3 separate regions of the Mus musculus genome follow, and all the other regions are linked to region 2. A link is a contact called in public promoter capture Hi-C data. All regions are on one chromosome and are shown on one strand. Each heading gives the region's core, a stretch centred on a gene start, on an enhancer-like site or on the middle of the called end of the contact. The rest is flanking DNA. Distances are from core to core; before and after follow the strand shown.

Evidence for each region. Promoter capture Hi-C pulls out the DNA fragments that hold promoters and counts their contacts. Capture Hi-C pulls out chosen DNA fragments and counts their contacts.
Region 1: a contact with region 2 is called in a promoter capture Hi-C map of pre-B cells. The contact joins the promoter of Kdm4a here to the promoter of Tmem53 in region 2. A contact is called at or near these places in 3 of 39 promoter capture datasets (the 3T3-L1 cell line, 3T3-L1-derived adipocytes and pre-B cells).
Region 3: a promoter capture Hi-C map of adipose tissue shows a contact between it and region 2, with 2.1 times the contacts expected there. The contact joins the promoter of Tesk2 here to the promoter of Tmem53 in region 2. A contact is called at or near these places in 2 of 39 promoter capture datasets (liver and pre-B cells), 1 of 115 datasets of contacts at active chromatin or transcription factors (pancreatic cancer cells) and 1 of 9 other capture datasets (adipose tissue).

Annotation. Positions count from the first base shown.
Region 1 is chr4:118,178,300-118,182,395 of GRCm38.p6, forward strand. Kdm4a (lysine (K)-specific demethylase 4A) reads right to left here and starts at 1,744. Exons shown (of 22, transcript NM_001161823.1): 1 at 1,594-1,744.
Region 2 is chr4:117,250,698-117,254,687 of GRCm38.p6, forward strand. Tmem53 (transmembrane protein 53) reads left to right here and starts at 1,254. Exons shown (of 3, transcript NM_026837.3): 1 at 1,254-1,437. The coding sequence starts at 1,377. Armh1 (armadillo-like helical domain containing 1) reads right to left here and starts at 1,220. Exons shown (of 13, transcript NM_001145637.1): 1 at 1,056-1,220.
Region 3 is chr4:116,719,297-116,723,165 of GRCm38.p6, forward strand. Tesk2 (testis-specific kinase 2) reads left to right here and starts at 1,659. Exons shown (of 11, transcript NM_146151.4): 1 at 1,659-1,960.

The sequences.
Region 1 (4,096 bases), core at 494-2,993, 930 kb after region 2:
AACTCCGATGGCTCAACTGCACTGAAAGCAGGCAATGAGCTGGCAATACAGGGCACACTCCCCAACTGCCGGGAGAAAATACATAGACATTTTTGGATGAGGTCCTCAAGTAAGTGGGCAGAGCCTAAACCCAGTGTTGGTAATACAACAGATCGCCACAATCGCCACAACCAGAAAAAGACAATGCATGCTAAAAAGGAGCCAGTTTAGAAGCAAAACTGGTATGTCCTTCACTGGACCTCCTCACTCACAGCCCAGGAGTTCTGTTTCCTCAAAGCCACTGGCAGTCCTACTCACTATACAGGAGAAAGCTGCCTACAACCTGCCCACAACCTAGCATGGGTTTTGGGAAGCAGCATGGAGGCAAACTCCAGGGCATTAAACAGAAACCCTGTCATGGTAACTCTTGGGTTTCCATTCCACTCCAAGGGAGGGATTTCTGGCTAGGCATTTTTCATTAACTTTGCATAAAAGATATACTGTTATCCCTGCTTTACATACCAGGAAATGTATCCAAAGTGCCCCCTCTAAAGCATCTTCTACCACTTTCTGCTACCTCAGCTCTAATACTTACATGAACTAAGACTTCTCTGAAAGTGTGGAGGAACTTGAAGCCTATTCAATTTAGGAGACTTTTCCTTTTAAAAGGAAATTTTCAATATATTCTACTTTTGAAATTTTTACAAAAAGGTATCATAAATATCAGACTGGGGCTCCTCCCCTGGGCTTCAAAGGTGGTCACAATGTTGCTTCATCTGCCTCTAGCTCTGTTTATCTTTGTGTGTCCAGAAGCTAGAACAATGCTCGCCACAAAGTAGGCACTCAGTAACTGCTGAATAACTCATATCCTCTGCTCACTTTAGCGGATCATCCCATTACTTTAACTCTAGGGTTCCATTCCCGCGATCTATTCCCTTGGGGAAATCTGGTCTGGGGCACCTTCCCGTCCGCCTTCAGCAACAAAGCAAAGAGTACCGGGAGCTAAACCTTCGGCTCTAGAGTGAAAACTCTGAATACCGGTCTGATCTCTGTCACTTTTTAACACCTTGGCTGTGTGAATGGACTGGATGAGTCTCAGTTTCTCCACCTGCAAAATGGGGACCCCAAACCCCTGCCTTGATGGATCGTATGATTAACTTAGATGATGCAAGCGAGCCCTAAACGCTAGGCCCGGTAAGCACTCCATAAAGGCAGCTGTTGCTAACAGTGACCTGAAACTCCCGCACTCTCCGCCCCCGCAGCCACCCCCGCGGCATCCCTCCAAAGGCAGCCCGGTTCCCAGTGTCCCCACACACCACTTACAGACACTGCCCCTCCCGGCCCCACCGCCTAGGCGAGGGAGGCCCGGCCGCAGGAAGAAGAAAATAAGGCCCAGTGGGCCCGCCCCCCTCTCCCGACGCCCATTGGCCACTAGAGATTGGAAAGAACCAATCGCAAAACTTATTTTAGAAGCTCCTTTCTCTATTGCTCAAACCCCATGTCGATCACAGAGCACAGAAAGACCCACCTCACCACCCTCCCCCACTGGAGCTCACGGCCAAGGGTTTTGGCAGCATCAACCCCTTGGGGAATCCAAAACCCGATGGCTCTCACCTGGAGCCTAAAGCCCTAGCAGGGCTCAGGCCCGATTGCTGTTGTCGCCACTCGCCGATCCCACTGTCTTTCTTGAGGGCGAAAGACAGAGCTCCGCCTCCTTTAAAGTCTGACTCTGCGCAGCCTCACAGAGCCCATAGTCAACCAACCCAAGAATGGCTTTAGGTCCTCAGCTAACCAATGAACACTCACTACACCGACTCGGCGTCTGGAACTACGAGTCCGCTTAGCCTATGAGCGTCGTCTCGAGCTGTTGCCAGGAGAAAACGCTGAGCCTCCGGGGACTGGGGCCACTGAGCATCAGGGCTGGATCCAGAGTTAGCCTATCAGAGGCTGACTCAGATCTCCATAGTTAAGCTGGGTAGAAAGAAGCGAATACCCTGAAATGGGCTAGCCGGTTATGGGGAAGGGCGAGCAGGTGGTTATAGGATGTTTCTAGCGAAAGGATAAGCCTAATTTTCTTGGAGTAACTCCTTTGCCTAAGATATAAAGGCGATGGAAGACCTCCGGGAAAGTTTCTAAAGTCAAGGAGTTCAGAGAACGTGACCAGCATGTCCAAGTTTGCCCAGTACTCTCAGTTTGACTCTCTTCTCTAAGAAGCCCCTCGCCTGCTGGCAAGGCGGGTTAGGTAAAGATCTGCTCCAGGAGAAGGAGCCCTGGGGGGTCATTAGGACAGATCCTGAAGGAAGATATCCCTGAGGCTTTTTAAAAGCGGCTCCCCTTGAGCGAAAATTTGGGGTCATTAGCAGCTCTTGGAGCGAACAGGGTGATTCTAAGAATCATTAAAGGCACTTCAGGGGGCCGAACAGGATCCCTAGAAGTCATTAGGAGCAGTTCCTGAGAGGCTGTGAGCAGCCTTAAGGAGTTCCCAGATTGTCAAGGACGATGAAGAAAGAGAGGTTAACACCCTTATAAGTCAAATAAGGAGGAGAACTCACTAGGGCATAAAACATGAGCAAAATTCCCGATAGCACCGGGAAGAAGAGTTGTATTGTGTTTGAACTGCTTTCAAAACCAACCCTTCGGTACAGAGAGATGACTGAGAGGAAAGGCACAAGTCTTATGATCTGAGGTAAGCTGTTGAAGGAGAGAATCAATACAAGTTCACAAGATGTCCTCTGACTTTAGTGGATTGCAGTGTCACCGCCGCCACAAACACACTAAATAAATAGGTTAAAAAAAAAAAAAGTAAGCTGGGCGGTGGTGGCACATGCCTTTAATCCTAGCACTTGGGAGGCAGAGGCAGGCAGATTTCTGAGTTTGAGGCCAGCCTGGTCTACAAAGTGAGTTCCAGGACAGCCAGAGCTATACAGAGAAACCCGGTCTCAAAAAATACCAAAAAAAAAAAAAAAAAAAAGTTTTTAAACAACTTCTCGTCCATGCCTGGATTTTTCAAGGGGAACAAATTCAGGAGAGTTGAGATGGATGGCAAGAGTTTACCAATGTTAACTAAAAGGAGATACTTCATAGAATGCTATGGGTTAAATATCTAGGCACATATCTGATGAAAAGGGTGCTTTAAAAAAAATGAGAGGCCAGCCTGGAATAGGTAGTTCCAGGATAACCAGAGTTACATAGTAAGACTCTTTCTTAAGAGGGAGAGATGCAGCCGGGCATGGTGGTGCACGCCTTTAATCCCAGCACTCAGGAGGCAGAGGCAGGCAGATTTCTGAGTTTGAGGCCAGCCTGGTCTACAAAGTGAGTTCCAGGACAGCCAGGGCTATACAGAGAAACCCTGTCTCTATATATAAGAGGGAGAGATACAGAGATAGATATGTGGGCATCATGGCACAAGCCTACCAATCTTAGCCCTTGAGGGGTAGAGGCAAGAAAATCAGAAGTTCATAGCTGGGCATGGTGGCACGTCTTTAATTACAGATCTTGGGAGACAGAGACAGGTGGATCTCTGTGAGCTTGAGGCCACCCTGGTCTACATAAGGAGTTTCAGGACAGCCAGGGGTACATTTTAGAACTTGTCTCAAAACAAAACAAAAAAAGTTGTTCAAGGACATCCTGGGCTACATAGCAAATTCCAAGCCAGCATGGACAACATAAAACCCCAACTCCAAAAGAAGGAAGAAGAGAAGGAGAAGGGACATTAACTATCGTGTGTATATGTGTGATATTTATATTGATCATATATTATGATAGATAGATCGATAGATCGATAGATTTTTCAAGGTAAGGGTTTTCTGTGTAGCTCTGGTTGTCCTAGAACTTCCTCTGTAGATCAGGGTAGCCTCTCAAACTTACCAAGATCCCAGAGAGACACCTGCCTCTGCCTCCCGATTCCTGGCACTCCCAATATTTTAATTGATAATATTCATTTTTTCTAATTCTTAAAATTATATCTATTTTGGGTGGACCTGATGGTGCAATGCCTTTAATTCCAGCACTCAGGAGGCAGAGGCAGAGGCAGGTGAACGTCTGTGACTTCAAGGCCAGCCTGGTCTAAGGAGTAAGTTCCAAACCAGGCAGGAATAATGGTGAGACTCTCCAAAAT
Region 2 (3,990 bases), core at 4-2,503:
TGGGGGTCTAAGTTGGTTCCTCACACTAGCTCAGCCATCTCCCCAGTTACTCCTCAGCAGTGTAAAGTGAGAGTCCCCACGGTTGGGGGCCATATGCTTTCACATACCCAATTCCCCTGTGATTTTATCTTTTATCTCTTTGCTGGATCTCTCTCATCTGAACAAAAGCCTGTACCTCCTAGCGGTTGCCAGCGAATGACAAAATAACTTGCCTTGCAAGTGTTCCATCCCCCCTCTTTCTTTTAAGACAAGTCTCATGTAGCATAGGCTAGCCTGGAACTTGTTATGTAGCTGAGGATGGCTTGAAGCATTTAGACTCCTGGCTGGGATTCCAGGGACATACCACTATGCTGTCACCTCCCACTCACTCTCAAGCCACTGACTCTTTTGTTCACTGGAATGGCACTTGCAAAGGTTGCTAACAACTTCTTTGTAAATCCAGTGCCATCTTTGAGGTTTTATTTACCGTATTAATCATCAGCCCTCAATACTTTCCTCCTGGTTTCTGTCTCCTACACACCATACCCACTCATTCCCATCACCCAAATAGCTTCTTTTTCTGTTTATGTATGTATGCATGTATGTGTTTATTTATTTATTTTGGACAGGGTGTCTCTGTGTAGCCCTGGCTGTCCTGGAGATAGATCAGGATGGTCTCAAACTCACAGAGTTCAACTCCTCACAGCTGGAATTAAATGCATGCGCCATTATGCCCAGCTCAGAAAATATTTACTAAATGTAAGAAAGCTGTACTCCTGTACTCGTCTAAACTACTTGGACTCACACATGAAAGGCCATGTCTTATTACCCGAAGACCCCTTTCCAGTCAGGCAACCAGTCTCAACCCACAGGTTTAGAAGGACCCGTTGGCACGCGCCGCCTAACACTGTTTTGTTCGTTTTTTCTGCCTCCAGCCTGGGAACTGCTGCTGGCGATGGAGGTAGATGTAGTTAGAGGTGCAAGTTCAAGTTTTCTACCAAGTACCAGAAGACAAAGTTCTGAGATGCCCTCTGCAGACCCGTAATACTTCATTCAACTCTCCCACCGACTCTTACCTTCACAGGAGGGTGCGGTCGCTCCGAGAGCGCTGCCCCACTGACCAATACTTGATCCAAGATCAAGAGAGTCAGCCAATTGCTGGGGCCCAAAGACAGTAGGGGCGGGGCGCGGTTGCTAGGGCCGGGCTAGTGGGTGCCGCCCGAGGCGCGAAGCGACTCCCTGGTTGCTAGGCAGGGAGGTCACAGAGTGCGGCTCGGGGATTGGACAGCGCTGGGCGTGGGCGGGGAGGGGCGTGGCCCGGCGGCGTCCCGGCCCCGCCGAGGTGAAACTGCGGGAGTTCCGGCGGGAGGCCTGTGCTGAAGACCCGCACCTTCACCATGGCCTCGGCCGAGCTGGATTACAGCATCGAGATCCCGGATCAGCCCTGCTGGAGCCAGAGTATGGAGGGGGATTGGGAAGGTGACCTAACAGCGATGCCCCGCCCACCCTGCGGCCCGCCCTCCCTCGGCCCGCCCCCTTCGGGGGTCCCGCAGGGCTGGCTAGAGCTTGCGGGGCGCTCCCAGCCCCGCCCCCCGTGCCCCGCCCCCAGTCGACTGAGGGTCTTTCTGTTCCACAACAGGTTCTCAAGGTTCTGCTTCCCTTTGTAGCTGGAGGCCCTTCAAGGTTCATTCTAATTCTTTTGTTTTGGATTCTCGCTCCTCATTTGCAAGTGTGACTAGGCCCATCCTTCATTTTTGCAGAGGTTTGGATTCCTGGGGGAGCCTCTGGTCCTCAGAAAAGCCAAGGGACTCAGCAAGCCTAGTCCTGCCCTTCTCAGCTCACCCTGGCAGTGGTTAACAGAATGGTCGGTTAGGCCGGGTGGAATTCTGTTGAAATCCTATCCCTTTAGTAATTGGATGACCTTCGGCAAACTTTCAACTTTGAATTTTAGTTTTCCTGGAGCAAAGCTGAGGAAAAATTGCTGGTTGCACAACTGAGATTATTTGTGTAAAGGACTTGGCATGAATCCTGATGGAAGTAAGCTTAGTAGTTGGCATTTAAACTTAACGTGTGTGTGTGTGTGTGTGTGTGTGTGTGTTTAACCCTCCTAAGGCCATATCATTAAAAAAAGATGTGTGGGAGGCCTCCTAAGATTAGTAGCTTGTAAAGTAGTGTAAGTTGTTGGACCAGAGAATGGAAGGTTGTCCCTTTTGGAAACTGGGGCAGAGGAGGCTTGGAGTACAGGTCGGCCAATGCTGCTCTTTGGTGTTTCCAGTCCACTGCCCCGCACTTGTCCAGCTCATCATAAAGTTTAGCTAGGGGGTGCTTCCTTCAAAAGCCTCCCCAGAGCCAGGTGGTGGTGGCGCACACCTTTAATCCCAGCACTTGGGAGACAGAAGCAGGCGGTTTTCTGAGTTCGAGGCCAGCATGGTCTACAGAGTGAGTTCCAGTACAGCCAGGACTACACAGAGAAACCCTGTCTCAAAAAACCAAAAAACCAAAACCAAAAACAAAAAAAGTCTCCCCAGGCCTCCCTTCCTATGCCCTCCTGTCCCACTGTGTGTTTCTTGCTTGGAATCTATCTAGGATGGGGCAGGGGCCTCTCATCTCCTAAAGCACGAAGGAAGGACTGCCACTATCTGTTTCTCCCTAGAGGTGGATCGTTGGGCTTATAGATGTGAAAGGACTTTTGAAGAATTTTTGACAATAGCATTAGATGAAGTCAGTTACTATTTCTGTCTTGGCAGAACCATCAGCTGCAAAGGGCTGGTTCTCCATTCTGCAAGGCCAGGAGGGTAGGGACTCTCTCTCTCCCCACGTGGGTAGAGACAGTCTTATTTATTTAGGCAGGACTGGGGGATTGAACGCAGGGCCTCATGCGTGCTAAGGCAAGTGCTTTACCACTGTGTCATACTCAGCCCGCATTAACTTTGATTGCATATTTATTTATTTGTGTGTGTGCATGCACACCGTAGTGTATGTGCACAGGTCAGAGGACAGTTGGTAGCAGTTGGTTCTCTTTTCCTTCTGGGTGGGCTGGAGCGCTAGCTCAGGTCCTGTGCTTTGTCAGTAAGTGCTTCTCCCTGCTGAGCCGACTCACCAGCTCAGCCTTCCTTTTATGACAGTTGTCTTGACTGGCCTTGAACTTACTCTGTAGCCCAAACGAGCTTGAAATTGCCAATATCCTCTAATCTTTCCCAGTAGCTAACGTTCCAGGCCTGTTGTAGAAATTGTTAGAAAGCACTTCCTATTGAGCCACATTAGCCTCACATCCCTTCTGCTCAGTTCAGCTTTTGCTGTGTCCCTGCCTTGGGCTAGTTATTGGCACCTCAAGCGTTTCATGTTCAGATGCCATGCAGAGAGCTGTGGTTTTCTGGAGGGAGGGAATGTAGAAGCAGATGGTTTTGCAATGATGTGGATACTATCTAGAAAGTGAGCCTTCTTCCTCTCGAAGGGACAGCGTTCCTGCTTCCTCAAACCTTTCCTCCAAGAGGAAGTTCCTCCAGGGCTCACGGTTGTTTCCACTGCTTCCCTCTCATGGTGCATGCTCCAGACTTAAGCCAGAGGTGATGGAATGTTTCCTTAACCCTAACCCTAACCCTGACCCCAGGTGCACTGTGGGCTCTGAAACCTCTGGCTTCTCCTCTGCAGAGAGCTCCTCTACAGGTTTGCCTGGCTACACAGAATGACTTTCCTGGAAGGCTGGGGGCAGAGACTGCCCTTCCTCTGTGGTTAGTGTTTACTGAGGAAGTGTGTAGGACTGTCAGTCATATTTCGGTTTGGGAACTGCCTCCCTCCCAATAGGAAGTCAAAGCCACAGAGTCAAGCTCTGCACTGAATTGGCAGCAAGGTGAGCAGCCAGTGGAGCGGTGGGCTGCAGTAATTTGGAGCCCTGGGCTTTGTGGGTCAGGCTGGGCAGACTGTCTTCCCACACCCCACTGACCCTGCAGAATTCATAGAGAATCTCACAGCAGGAATCTCATCCTCTGATTTGGCCGTCACACAGGCGAC
Region 3 (3,869 bases), core at 409-2,908, 530 kb before region 2:
GTGACACCACATCTGGGCGCCGTGCATACTAACACTGCCAAATGGACTGCATCTCCAGCCCCAAATTTAAAAAATTTTTGTTATTTAGATCCACATTTAACACAAGCCTTTTCGCCAAGCCTCTCTCTGTCTTTCACTGGGCAGATAATTTATCTGGCATGGTGGCATTAGCTCCGATTGCTACCAGTAGTATTTATCAACTGTTTGTATCAAGCTCTATGGGAGACACACTTGCAAGGGTGCCAAATCTTTCAACAGAAATGTTAAAGGACAACGGTGGAACAGTGGGTCTGAACTGCCACCAGGTGGCAGCACATAATTTATGTCAGAAAGATCCTGAACAGGCCAAGAGAACTGTGCCTGAGTACCTCCCTTCAGAGATTCTGTGAGCTAATTACTCTTCCTCAAACAATTCCCTGTTTAGGTTATGCTTCTGTTCAAGGATAAATCACACAGCATTTAAAATAAAAAGATAATTTTATTATTTAAACTCCACTCATGTTCAGCCTCTTGCAATTTTATTTCCTACTATACATTTTCATAAACTCAGCTGTCAGTAGCACTACATTCCATTGGTGTTATTATTTTCAGTGCTGGGAATTGAACCCTGGACCACATGGTACATTACCATTGCTTTCTGCCCCTAGTATTTATTTATTTATTTATTTTTTTTTGTTATTCGAGACAGGGTTTCTCTGTGCAGCCCTGGCTGTCTTGGAACTCACTCGGTAGACCAGGCTGGCCTCGAACTCAGAAATCCGCCTGCCTCTGCCTCCTGAGTGCTGGGATTAAAGGCGTGCGCCACCATGCTCGGCTCCTAGACATATTTTAATTATGTCTCACATGCTAAAGATTTCTGAAGGGAGGCCCCTAAACCGTTGGGAGTAAGACCTATATCCCACTGCTCTTATTCTTCTTTAGCAGTCTGTTCAGCTATAAAATTATGAACCCTTGAGATCCATGGCTATGGAAAGTGTGAGGAAATCTGTACCTGATGAACAGTTGGGTAGAATTGTTATTCCCTTCGAAGATCTTTCATATCTCTCCTTTCCATCTAGCTGGTGATACCAATCCTCTAAGCCTTCCCTGAATTCAATCTCTCCCTTTGGCATTTCGTTTAAGTTATACTTACTGCTCTTTCTCAAGTTGTTAGGAATTATGTGCTAATTTTAGCTTGTCAATATACTGCGTTCCTGCAGGACACTGCATTCGATCCAGCAGAACACCTTATTCAAAAGCCGCGCCAGTTTAGTGCTTGTTTAATTGGCTTAATTAATTTACCATTCGCTTCTGTTTGGGGGGGTTTGATTGGTCTCTCTTGTGTCCCGCCCTCTGAGACTCTTTAGACTAGGTTTTCCCCAAGGTGAATTCTCTCCGGTTCCGCTTTTTCAACACACTGTCCCCTCTGTTTTTAACTCCACTCTCTTCCTATTGGTTCCCTTCATCTTCTAAGAGTTGGCGCCGAGCGTTGCTGATTGGCTTTTCTGTACGCCCATTGTGCCCACCCTCGTACCACGTGGCATTCCTAACGTTAATTGGGCAACTCTATTAGCTCGTTTGTCAAAGGTTGACGATTGATTGGCTGCTCTGAGGGAGGCCTGAGGAGGGGGCGGAGCTCACGGGGCCCCGCCCCCAGCCCCCTGCCCCCCAGGCGTTTCAGACACTCACCGGCGGGGAGCCGAGAGTTTCCAGCTGCCTTCTCAGTCCCAGCGGTGATCCGCCTCCGGGCCCCGCCGAGTAGGCGGGGGAAAGCAGCTCAGACCGCAAGGCCATGGCAGTAGCCTCCAGCTCCTGCGCCGCCGCTGGCCCTGAGCAATCTCCGGCTTCTGCCCAAGGGACCCTCACCTCCTCCGCAGGCTAAACAGCCGCGGCCGGGAGCTGCTATGCTCGCTCTGGGCCGCTGCCTCCCTTACCCTCTGGCCGGCGCAGACGCCCCCTCCGCGGCTCAGTTGTGCCTCAGGTAACGTCGGGAGAGTGCCTGGGGACCAAGGCTCGGCATCCCTGCCCTGCGCGCAGCTTGGCTCATGGGTCGCTGAGCACTGGACAATCCGGTGCTGTACTTGAGATTCTCAAAGAAGCGGGGACTGTCTCTTGCCCCTCTCCCCCTTTCCTTCTCAGTTCCCTCCGGGTCCCGGGACAGTCCCCACCTCGTCTCAGGGGTCAAGAACCCATTGGACGTTATACTCAAAAGGGTTGTTTGTGTCTGACCTTCCTCACTTGTGAAGTTGTGGAATCCTTCACGTCCCGTTCCCCTACTGAGTGTGCCTCACTAGTCTCCGAGCCCCCTTCTCCCTCTGAGATCTGGATTCCCTCCGAAACGTGCTCATCTCTCCTAACCACCCTGACTCCTATCCTAAGAGACTTCTCTCCTTTTTATTCACGTTCTTACCCTTCATTTTGAAGAAGACTCTTATCTAAACTACGATTCTGATTTAGTTGGAAATAAAAGCCAGATTAGTCCAATTGAAAAACCTTTTAATTTAAACCTCTGAGAAAAACTTGTTAAAGAATTTGGACTTTATTTGTAGGCATACGGAGCCATTGAAGGTTGTAAGCAGGAGTTTGATATGGATTATCTCTGGAAAATGTGAAAGAAAGATTGAAAGTAAGACCGGAGGGCAGAAGGCCCAGGTAGTCAGGAGGCTGCTGTGTTTTGTGCGTGAGAAGAGGATGAATGGACTGGAATAGTTGTGGAAAATGAAGAGAATGGCATGAAATTCCAAGAATTTTAGAATAGAATTTAGAGGGTTTTTTGCTTTCTGCTTTTCTACATAAGGGCTTTCTCATTGGTTTATGGTATTGGGTTGGTGGTGCTAACAATGTAAAGAAGTAGATCTGAAGAATGATAAGTTGGGTTGTGGACAAGTTCAACCCGAGTTTTTCAAATAGAGGTGGAAAGTTGCTCATAGAACTGATTAAGTTAGGCTCTAAAGACATAAATTGGAATTAAATAGGAATACTTGAAACCTTAGCACCCCCTCGTAGTACTCCAGAAAGCGGAGAATTGGGCTGTGGACAGAGGCAGCATTGCTGAGGATAACAGACACTGAAGAGAGCTAGAACACTGTGGCAGTATCACAGAAGCCAAAGACAGTCTCCAGAAGGGAGGGGGATACCAGGCGCTTCCCAGGTCAAGCAGCAGGAGAGTGTGAAGCCACGAGTCTGGCAATTAGGAAGTGACTTGTTTTCTTTCAAAGGCAGTTTTGATAATCTGGTGGTTGTAATGCAGTGGTCAGCCCACGGATTTAGGAGTAAGTGGAAGGCAGGCGGCAGTGAGCAGCACATCTGCCTTCTTTCTCTCTTTTTCTGCTTGTTTGAGGGTAGGCCAGCCGGGAATTATGCGTGTTATCACACTAGACTGGTCTTATTTTTATTGTGATCAGTTATCTGTAGATAAATCAGCTTTCTCTGGAGGTTGACGGAACTGCGGTGAGTTTCTGACATGAGCGTTATAGCCATGGGAATCATCAGTGGGAAATAGCAAGGGTTTGTTGTTTTTAGGTTTATTTTTATTTTATGTGATGAGTGCTTCTTCTGTTGGTTTGGTTTCAGACAGAATCTCGCAGTGTAGCCCTGACTGATTTGGAACTCACTATGTGGATCATGCTGTATGGTGTGTAAGTGTGTGCCTGTGTGTATGTTTGTGCACATGTGTGAAGGTGCCCTCAGAGATCAGAAAAGGGTGTCAGACCCTTGGAACTGGAGTGATGATTGTTGTGGCTGCCACGTGGGTGTTAGGACTCGAACCTGGGTTCTCTAGAAGAGTAACAAGTGCTTTAAACCACTGAGCCATCTCTACCACCAAGGGTAAGGATCCTTCCTTCCTTCCTTCCTTCCTCTCTCTCTTTCCTTTCCTTTCTTCCTTCCTT